Linked DNA regions of Zea mays: region 2 is linked to region 1. The links are chromatin contacts, called in public Hi-C maps. All regions are on one chromosome and are shown on one strand. Each heading gives the region's core, a stretch centred on a gene start, on an enhancer-like site or on the middle of the called end of the contact. The rest is flanking DNA. Distances are from core to core; before and after follow the strand shown. Region 1 holds the start of LOC100275520. Region 2 holds the start of LOC100282503 (lactate dehydrogenase1).

Region 1 (5,531 bases), core at 2,169-4,668:
CTTCGTCCCTCCCGCACGTCTTCGTCGCTCCCGCCCGCTCCCGACAGAACCTTTTCACTTTCCCGCCCACGCCCCTCTTTCTCCACGAACGACTCAACCTCTTCACATAAGTTGCAATCACATCAGACCAGCAGTTGCAATTACACCAGACAGTAGTTGCAATCATTATTTTGTTTAACAGATTTTTGGACATAGTTATATAGAAGTTGGAATCACCCCAGACCAGCAGTTGCAATTACACTAGAAAGCAGTTGCAATCACACCAGACAACAGTTGCAATCATTGTTTGTTTAACAGATTTTTGGACATAGTTATATAGAAGTTGCAATCACACCAGACCAGCAGTTGCAATTACACCAGACAACAGTTGCAATCATTGTTTGTTTAACAAATTTTTGAACATAGTTATAAAGAAGTTGCAATCACACCAGACCAACAGTTGCAATTACACCAGACAGCAGTTGCAATCATTGTTTGTTTAACAAATTTTTGGACATAGTTATATAGAAGTTGCAATCACACCAGACCAGCAGTTGCAATTACACCAGACCAGCAGTTGCAATCATATTTTTTTAACAAAATTTCCAGAGTTATTCAGTACTTGCAATCACATCAGAGCAACTCAGCAGTTGCATCCACACCACACCAGCAGTTGCAATTACAACACACCAGCAGTTGCAATCATTGTGTTTACATTTTTAACAGATATTTGGGTAAAATTATACAGCAGTTGCAATCACACCTAATGCGAGGGACATGGAGGCGCGCGACGGCGCGGGGACAGGGAGGCACGCGACGACGCGGGGACAGGGAGGCGCTCGACGGCGGTGGGGAAGAGGGTGGCGCTCGGCGGTGGTGGGGGAGAGGGTGGCACTCGGCGGCGGTGGGGGAGAGGGTGGCGCGGGGACAGGGAGGCGCGCGGCGGCGGGGGGCAGGAATGCGCGCATACAGGAGGCCGAGGCGTGCTCGAGGTGTTATTGCAGGTGGGTGCATTCAATATAGAGAATGCACCCAGGTGCATTTTAGTGTCGCCGTGTATATATAGACACACACTTACTAGATAGGAATTTGACAAGGGTTTCAGTTTTTGCAATCTCTTGTATTACTTCTACATGCATGCTGCTGCCTCTCTGTATCATATCTGCCTGTCTGCAGGATTCTGCCAAATCTCATATACTTATTCCTGTTCACCCACGGCACAACAATCATCAATTCATGCAGGAGGGCAATCCTTCTTGATCAACATGGGGAATAATGTACAAGAATACATGAGGGAAAACCAAGCTTCACATCAAGCCATAAGCACTCAACATATTAATTAAAAAGCATATATGTTCACAGTGTTAACTGACAGTACACAAATAACCTTTGGCAAAGAAAAAACAACAACAAAACAGGATGGATGTTCTGTCCATTTCTCTTTCGGAAACCACAAGACTATATTATATATATATTGCAGGCAATGCAGCCAAACACATCTTCTTTTTTATATATACAATACAATTCTTTGACAAGTGTAAATGTTTATATCCCCCTGTAAAGGTTGAGCCTGCTGGTGCCACCAAGCATCCGGTTAACCACGGTCGCAGCAGCATCGGCCCCATGGCTTGGAGAGGTGACCTCTGGCGACTCTTCCCTGATCTGCAACGATGACACAGCCTGAGCGGCTATGAAGCCAGGGCAGGTAACAGACTGACGGAACGTTCCTTGGTAGTACGGGCCTTGGAGGTCACTCACTTCTCCCCAGCATGGCAGTGCCTGTCCAATCCCCCAATCAGCCCGCCTCCCCTTGGGGGCTCTGGGAGCATACGCATGGCTGCCGCATACCAGTCCATCCTCAGACGGGTACACCTCGGCGGGCTGTGCGTCCACGGTGAATTCAAAAGCAGCCGAGGGGGCCCAATGGTTGCACCTTATATGGTGCTTGTTCAGCATCAAATGGCAGGGTTCATCGGAGTCCTCGCCTATGAGGACATGAAGAGCGACTGCTTCTGCTATGGCAGCACCTTCCTCGTCCAGCCTTTGCTGTTCTTCCTTCTTCTGCTGCTTCTTCTTTTCCAGCTCCGAGATTATGGCAGCCGAGTTTGCCAGCGCTTTCTCAAGTCGGCGCCGCTTCTTCTCCGCCTGCTTCTGGCGGTCCAGCTCGTCCTTGGCCTGCTTCTTTTTTCCTTTCTTCAACACTTTGCCTGCCTGATTGCTGCTCATGGTAGCCCTGTCCATGACAGCCGTGCCTGCTGCTATTCACTATTACCTCTGGTAGACCTGACTCCTCTACTCACTACTAGGTATAATTAGGGAAGAAAGAAAACAAAATGTTCAAACTTCATTCTTTGGCCTCATTGGTTTGTCTAACTTTTTTTTATTTTAATAACGAGGAAGAAAAGGAAAGGAACTGTTGCTAAGATGGGTGGGTGAGTGCAGGATGCTGCTACACCCACTCAGGTCTGAATGAGTATCTTATCTTGCGGAAGATGCAGTCCCAGAAGGAAACCACGGGGGAGAGCAAGAGCAAGAAATGGTAAGCGCCTGCTATTTCATCTATGCTTAGTCTTGTCCCAGACTTGTTGCTGAGCAGGCCCTGGCCCATCTTAGTAGCACCAGAATTGGAGTAAAGCCCCAGCCAACCAGCTCATAAGGCTCCTTCACTGTGGCAAGAGAGGAGATAATTAAGTTGAGAAGGGGGGCAGCAGCAGGTGAAGGGAAATGAAGCAGGGGATGAATATATAGAAGAACAAATTAATGAAACGACTTTGACATAATGAATTGATGTACATTATTAGTTAGATAACTATAACAGGCAAGGTACTAGCCACTCCGAGACTATGCTGTTGGGTTGGGAATCAAGACAATTGCGCCATCCAAGTATCTAGATACCTATCTAGTGAATGAAATACGTACAGAAGTAAAACTAGACGGCAGCCCTATGAAAAAAAGCTAAAATCTACACATAGAAGTGAGATGACAAAGTAGTATACCAATCGAACATGAGATGATTTTGATCCACAGGTTCCGTTAGCAAGAGATGGATATACGTACAGAGAACAATTAAATCCATGTTTCCATGCATAGGTAGGAGGAAAACCTTGATATACTAGCAACCAATTAAAGACGGAAGACCCTCAAAATTATGGCACGGCTGTCCCAGACGGAACAAGCAACTGACAGAAATTCGCATCATTCAGGGTCAATATATTCTTTCCCAATTGGCCGGCCCAGCATGAAATTGAGAACATATCGAATTGGGGCGGGGATGGAAGCCACAAGTGGCAGATCCGATCCAGCGGAATAGGAACAGGAGGCGGGGCGAAATCAGTACCTGCTTGAAGGCCTGGGAGGGATGTGGGATCGGCGGGCGGGCGGGCGGGGAGACGGCGGAGAGGAAAGGGATCTGGGGTCGGCGTCGTCGATCCGGATCAGGGGGCGGGCGGAGGTGGAGGCGGAGGAGCCGATGACGAGGAGGGGAGAGTGGGAGATGGATCCGAGTGGCTTTTGGTTCGGGTTGCTTGGCGTCGACGAAATCGATGCGGATTTCCCCTCCTATTCTCTCTCTCCTCTATCTGTCTCTAGCAAGTGGGCCAGCCCACCGCAACCCTATCCTCCAAGCCTCTAGACCATCTCATCTCTTATTTCAAAATTTAATCTGCAAATAGTATCATCTATAATACCACGTACTCTATTCTAACTTCCAGCAGCTCTCTATATCAATAGGGATGCGCTTTTTAGAGAATCATGAAGCACTGTAGCTCTATCTAGCGGGTTACGTGTGCAGTCGCGAAAAAGGGTGTCCCTTTCTCTCTTCTCTATATATGTGTACCCTCTATCCTCTCCTAGTTTTTCACGAGCTCCTAAACCTGCTTCTTTTTCTACGACGCACCACAGCCTCTGGCGCAGCTGATTTTTACGATCACGCTCACCTGCTGCTCGGCAAAGCCTTAGGGACTGTTTTATTAGTGACTTGGTCTGAGAGTGTCGGTCAGACAGATAGATCTAACCGTCGAGCACTCAAAATCGATGGAACCGATGGCATGTATAGTTCTCCGGCCCAGGCAACTTTGCCAGGGTCCCAACGAAACAAGACCTTATCCCTTGTGCTAATTGAGAAATAAATTATGAAAATCATATAGGTGCCGCTAAATTCGATGCAACTGACCTGTATGTATCTATCATTGCCTCACTATCGACCAATCAATATCTACCATCGTCTTTTTATTCTATAACCACGTCAACTTTTCTTTTGCATACGCTTATTTAAAACGAAACATGGTGTTTTGCTTGAAAAAATCATCTAGCACATAATTTAAGCGAATAGTTGCCTGGTTTATATAGAAAATAAAACTACAATAGAAATTACATAATACATAAAGTGAAAGCTGTCCGGCCCCTTTTATAGCTCAAGGGTGGACTTTACAGTGGGGACTTATATTCTACAGGGGGAGCTCGGCTTGCTGTCTCTGGATGGCGTAGTCTCCTGATGTCGTCCGTAGGGTCGTGCACTACCGTACACCTAGTATGGCGTTCCATCTTGTCTGTTCGGTATATGAGTCCCTGTAGCTTGCTTGGTGCTGGTTATGGTATCTGGCGGGTCCTGCAAAGTTGGATTATGGTAAGGTTCAAGGTCATGTCTGGTACAACTTCATCTTCTGTCATACCCCTTGTGTCACTATCAAGCACACGTAGATATACGCCTGGTATGGTGTATTGTCTCGTCCTTTCTGGTGTATGGGCCATTGTAGAAACTTAGGTGCTGAGGCCCCTGTGACTGGAGTTGACCGGCCCCGCGAGTCAGTGAGGGCTTATCCGTGGGTGCATGTGGGGGCGTTCCATTGTGTCTGTTTGACGCCTTTTGGTACTTGTAGGTACAATCTGGCCATGGTTTGGTGACGTTGTGTCTTGTCGCGGCTATCGTGGGCCGACAGCGTCGACTCGAGTTCCTTCCTTGTAGACCCGCTCGGTGGAGACTCGGTCGTTCGCCCCGCCTCGCAGACTCGCTCGCGTGGGGATTTGGTCATTCACCCCACCTCGTGGACTCGCTCGGTTGCTCGACAGTGAGTTGGTCATCGGAGAGTTGGTCGGTTGGTCCGCCTCATAGAGTTTGTCGGTGGAGTTGATTGATGGAGTTGGGCACCTTCTGGAGCATCGCCCGAGACGCCCTCAGGTGAGTCGAAAAAGCGCCTCTCGTCCGAGGTTGGCCTTGGGAGAGCCATGACTGCGTCTCCCACCCGAGGTTGGCCACCCAAGGTTGGCCTCGAGCAATTCATGACTTGGGTTTCTCGTGCCTTGGTAAGGTTGGGAGCGTGTTTGCTTGTGACCTCTACTTACTCAAGTGTCTAGGTAATTTAGGGTTGTGATCTGGGTACCCCTAATTATGGTACCCGACACCCGACGAGGACTTGGTAAATGGGCCAGAGAGAGGTTTGTGGGCCTTGCCTTGGGTACCCCGTTCCTAGGTACCCGACAGCAGCCCTCGATCCTCCGTGCGACTCCTTGGAGTCGGTCAGAGGCTTTCTTCTAGGGGTCAGAAGCTTCGAGTG
Region 2 (5,531 bases), core at 1,654-4,153, 260 kb before region 1:
AGTGAATTATAGCGTAGTGCGCCTATTGAAAACCCGAGAGTGGCTGGTTCATCTTTGTACGGACATGGTGCACCGGAAACTGTCCGGTGCGCAAGTCCACATCACACTCAAGTTTCTTTGCTCCTTTGAATTTGATCCCTAACTTGAATATTTATTGGTTTGTGTTGAACCTTTTTGCACCTGTAGAACATGTATTCTAGAGCAAACTAGTTAGTCCATGTATTTGTGTTGGGCATTCAACCACCAAAATTAATTGTGGGAAAAGGTTAACTCTATTTCCCTTTCAGTTAGTGATCACATTAGCACCTTAGAGAGTAATTATTGCGCCCTCATTGATCTTATTGAGGTTGTCAGAATCAAGTAAGAGTTTGTTCTTATATCGGCATCACCAAGATGGTTTGGTGGCGATCAAAGTACGATGATCACCTAGAAAGTTTATGAGTGAGTTAACTCGAGACTTATACACGGTTGTGAGTGGTTCACCGTGCCAACGCAGCAAAGAAATAGCTCATAGAGGGCACTTGGACCCAGGAAAAGAGACACTTTTGCATGGGGTGCTCAACGAGAATTAATAGATAGTACCGACTTAGTGATACATCAAGAAAAAGGTTATATGTATTTACTTTTGAGAAATTCACTTCGAAAATTTACATTATAAGAATTGTCATGATAATATAGGTTTGGAAATCAGAATACAAAACTTTTGATTACATATTAGAGACAAGGGTAAAGTTAGGCTTGCAACTACTTCCTCCGTCCACATGAGTTTATCCTTTTAGGTCTGCCCTAAGTCAATCATCATGGACTTTGACTAGTTTTACCATATGGTTCATAAAATTTTACAACATAAAAGCAAAAACAAAATATTCATTATAACTTGAACTATCATAATATATACTATCCCCGTTCTCGAATATTTGTCATCCGCTAGTTTATTTTTGAACTAAACTGCGACAAATAAAAAAGAACTGAGGGAATAAATTTTTTAGTTTAAAACAATTTATTCTTTTATATATATCGTTGATCAAAGTTTAAATATTTTGACTTACGAAAAAATCTAGAAAGACAAATTTATGTGGACGGAGGGAGTAGAACTTAATTTATCATGAAAAAATTAGGAAAGCTCAATCCATCGCCTGTTGGGCATTGTGATACTCTTGATACCACCGTGTAGTATAGCTCTCACAACAATAACGATTTGGTGAGATACATGAAAAAGAAAGCCACAGCCCAAATACTCGTAGTAAGCAGCTTAATGCAGCTAGAAAGCACACATTGTAGCGGTTTGTTTTTATTGAACACGGGTACCGGATGCTGCTGCTAGGTTGTGGAAATTGATGCAATAATTAATTAATGAAGAGAGACGGTGATGTGATCATCAGAGGCCGAGGAGCTGGCAGTTCTCCCAGATGGTCTTGGCGGAGCGGCGCAGTCGTTTGGCCTCCTCCTCGGTGAGCTCCATCTCGGCGACGCCCTGGACGCCGGCGCGGCCGAGCCTGGCGGGCAGGCTGAGGAAGACGTCGTTCCCGTCGGGGATGCCGTGGAACCCCCTGGCGAGGACGGAGACCGGGTGGATGCGGCGCTGGTCCCGGAGCAGCGACGCGGCGAGGCTGGCGACGGAGTAGCCGATGGCCCAGGAGGTGTAGCCCTTGAGGCTGATGACCTCGTAGGCGCTGTCGACGACGGCGCGGCGGATGCCCTCCAGCGCCTCCTCGTCGAAGCAGCGGTGGCTCTCCTGCAGCGACTTGAGCACCGGCATCCCCGCCACGCTCACGCTCGACCACACCGCCACCGAGCTGTCGCCGTGCTCGCCGACCATGTACGCCTGCAAAACAAATTGATTGATTCATAGACATGTTGTATGCTCAGTTCTACCAAGATTTAAATCAGATCAAATCTTCTTCCTTCTTCTTTTTTTACCAAGTTTATGCTCTCGGTTTTACCGAGTTTAAAATCAGCTCAAATCTTTTTACCAAGTTTATGCTCAGTTTTACCCTACATTTAAAATATGAAATCTTTTGGAGACGCTCTTAGCAACCAGAGGAGTGGTCACAGTCCAACGGGAACTGATGCCTCTGGCAGATGTGGGCCAATGGCAGATGTCATTACTCCTCACGAACCTGTACGTCCTGGGCGTTGACGTCGAGGTGCTCGGCGAGAAGGAACCTGAACCTGGACGAGTCGAGGTTGGTGCCGGATCCGATGACGCGGCTGGCCGGGAAGCCCGAAAGCTTCCAGGCGACGTAGGTGAGCACGTCCACGGGGTTGGACACGACGAGCAGCAGCGCGTCGTGGGACTGCTCCGCCAGCGGCGGCACGATCTTGCGGAACAGCGCCACGTTCCGCTGGAGCAGGTCGAGCCTCGTCTCGCCCTGGATCTGCCGCGCCCCGGCCGTCACGATGACCAGGTCCGAGCCCCTGGTCACGGACATGTCGGTGCCGGACACGAGGCGCGTGCGCGGCAGGAACGCCGCCGCGTGCTGCAGGTCCAGCATCTCCCCGCGGAGCTTGTCCGGGACCGCGTCCACCAGCGCGATCTCGTCGGCCAGGTCGCGCGTGAGGATGGTCTGCGCGATGGCCATCCCCACGTTGCCCGCGCCGATGACCGACACCTTGGTCAGCCTCCGCCGGTGGTGCTGCGACGTCGGCGTCGACGAGTCGCCGGACACAGGGCGGAAGAAGCCCGACGACGCGTCGCCGGCGTCGAAGCCCAGCTCGGAGAGCGAAGTGGCCTTCTTCATCTTCTTCTTCCCACCGGTGGTGCTGCTGTTGCGGGCGGAATGGGATGGGATTACGTGTGTGATATGATCTGGTTGGGTCAAATCTCCGCGGATCGGATTTCTCTGTGGAGGAAGGAAGGAATGGCAATGGGCAATGGCTACTCGACTCGTGGGAGGGGAAAGGTCCACCACCCTGCTCTTTATATATTCAATTCCATTAATACCCTGGCCCCACACCAAAGACCAAACCACTTCACCGGTTTGGAGCCGCTGGTTAAAATTGTTTCGTTTCAAAAAAAATCTTAAATTTGAACATACCAAGGTGCGGTTTAGTGCTTCACTAAACTGAAGTAGATAGGGCCGGTTGACGACAGTTACCCACCATACTACTAGTGATTAAAAAAACAATTCATTGAATAGTTCCTTCTCTTTGCATACGCTACCATCAAGGGTCTTTTACTGCTGTAAGAGCTAGTTTAGGAGCTAAAATACTGGAGAGAATTAGAGGGGTTAAAACTCTCTTCTTATTTAAAATTAAATAAGTGAATTTTATCTCATTTAATCTCTTCCATTTTTATGGCTTCAAACTAGCCCTAAGTGTGATCGTGCTATCTATATGAACTTTGAACTTATTTTATCATATTTACATCTGTTCGTCGCACAACTCTCCCGGCACAACAGTTTAGGTCCTTTAACTTTTCTACCTTGGTGGTATTCTCTTAATAATAACACATATGAGTAGTATTCGATGTTGAGCATGTTCGTTTAACTTTAATCTATATTGATTTTTACTGCTTATTCAGTGTCTTGCAGTTGTATTAGTCGAACAACTGTCAGGGAACAACCTCGTTCGTGACGCTTTCGCTTTCCTTTGTTGCGTCTTTGTTCGAAAGGCGTGCAAGTCGGTGATAAAAATAAATCAACGATCGATGACTCGTACGGCCGGTGGAGACCATCATCAACCAACGATACAAAGGGTGTAATTAGCGACCGAAACAAACAGGGGGGCGCGCGCATGGTTTTGTGAGCTTTCTCTACTTATAATAATATATGCGTAGTATAAAATAATGACGCAGCACCAGTACATTGTGGTTATATAAGTACGCCATTTGTTATGACTTATATAAGTGCTCTAAGGTTACACATACAAATATTCATAATGTTTTCTACAAGTCTAATAAAGCTTTGGAAAATATTGAATTGGTCAAAATCTATGACTGCATTTTTCATTTAGATAACATTTAGTACATCTCAGCTTTACTGTTGAAGCTTCTTCTTTTGTAAAGCAACTTCGCGAGCGACTTTATCAGTAAAATTGAGCTGTTTTTTTTTAAAAAAAAATGTTTAGTAAAGCAGCTTTACTAAGAGCTCCACATGTATGTCGGACAGAAGAAAATGAGAGAGAGAGAGAGAGCTGTGAAAGGTTATGGGAAAAGGCAAGCATGTGCTGTGTGTCTGGCGAGGCAAATCCTGGAGCTGAGCAGCCGGTTTTCACTCACCTGGTCAATTAACCAAAACCACGCGTACCGCCGCCACTCTTGCTACATCAACGTATCAATCGATAAGCATCTGCATCCTGTATCATTGTTTACTAGTACATAACATATGGCTTAATTTGTACCTTCTCTTGACTTTTACGTACATAACAAGATGCAGCATTATGTTAACAAATAATAATGCCCTAGTCAAGATGAAAGAATTGATTCGTCTCCAAAGAATAAACAGTCTGTGTATGCGGCTGGCTAGCACAGTAGTAGTACACTATAACAACAACACTACAGAGCCATGCTTCTCACACTACAAAGACACACACCTTCTCCTCTATCCTTCTCCAGGGAACTAAAACCAAAATGGCGTTGTTTGCGTTTTAAACAAACTGGGTAGGGGCAGATTATCTGTACAAGGGCATCTGCATGCTGCTTCTCTTCCCTTCCCACCTGTAAACAAAGGCCCACCCAACCCTTTCCCTTCTCTCTAAAACACAAAACCAACATATATGTATATATGGCTACAAAAAAAAACCCTGCATCTCTATTAGTACAGGCCTGACGCACCTCGGTGGTTTAGAGCGCGCCCCAGAATCTCGTGCAAAGTCACACCAAGCCCATTCCAGCTGCGGCATCCCCGTGGTCAGCATTTTAAGGGCACCTTCTTTTCTGTCACCTGCTTGGGGAGGGGTTGTCATCGCTGCCTTTAAGACACGAGTTGCGACGGTCATGCTGACCAGTCGCCAGTTACAGCTCGACCTCATGAAGATCCTCTGCCAATCCATTGAGATGCCCTGATGAGTTGCTGTTGGAACGGCTGTGTGGTGGTTTGCCAGGCATCAGTGGTGAATGCGTCGTCTGTCTGTCAGGCGATATAGTGCCCGCAAAAGCATTAAACTGCTCAGAGTATGTCCCACTCCAGGACGCGGCTCGAGATTTTGAGAATGAGCTGTCGTTGCTTAATGACGATACCCCGGAACCCTGGTAAGGGGTGGAGATGTTCTCCATACTAGATTGCCGATAAATTGTTGATTGCACTGGTGATGGAAATTGCGTGGGTGGTGGGGTTGAAGAAAATGATGTTTCTGCTGGCGGTGAGGCTGACCGCTCATCCTGATGGATGGTTTCACTGTGTATCTCTGCTGCTTGGTGTGGTATCATCTGATCCGCGGCAACAGGTGCTGCAGTTGGCATGAAGAACTTGGCACCAGCTGGTGGTGTCATAGATGGAGCAGCTGGTTTGTTATATGATGGCATTGCACCAGATGCACCTGATCTATTGAATGTGTCAACATATCTAAAATGAAAAACAGAGAGAAAACCC

What was found. Hi-C and Micro-C count contacts between places; a contact is called where the count stands out from the background.
Region 2: a contact with region 1 is called in a Hi-C map of ear, with 1.7 times the contacts expected there. The contact joins the promoter of LOC100282503 here to the promoter of LOC100275520 in region 1. A contact is called at or near these places in 4 of 25 Hi-C or Micro-C datasets (ear, leaf and tassel).

What each region holds. Positions count from the first base shown.
Region 1 is chr5:69,118,016-69,123,546 of Zm-B73-REFERENCE-NAM-5.0, reverse strand. LOC100275520 reads right to left here and starts at 3,418. Exons shown (of 1, transcript NM_001149579.1): 1 at 1,288-3,418. The coding sequence starts at 2,220. The coding sequence ends at 1,525.
Region 2 is chr5:69,374,955-69,380,485 of Zm-B73-REFERENCE-NAM-5.0, reverse strand. LOC100282503 (lactate dehydrogenase1) reads right to left here and starts at 2,903. Exons shown (of 2, transcript NM_001155412.2): 1 at 2,121-2,903; 2 at 1,028-1,825. The coding sequence starts at 2,741. The coding sequence ends at 1,379.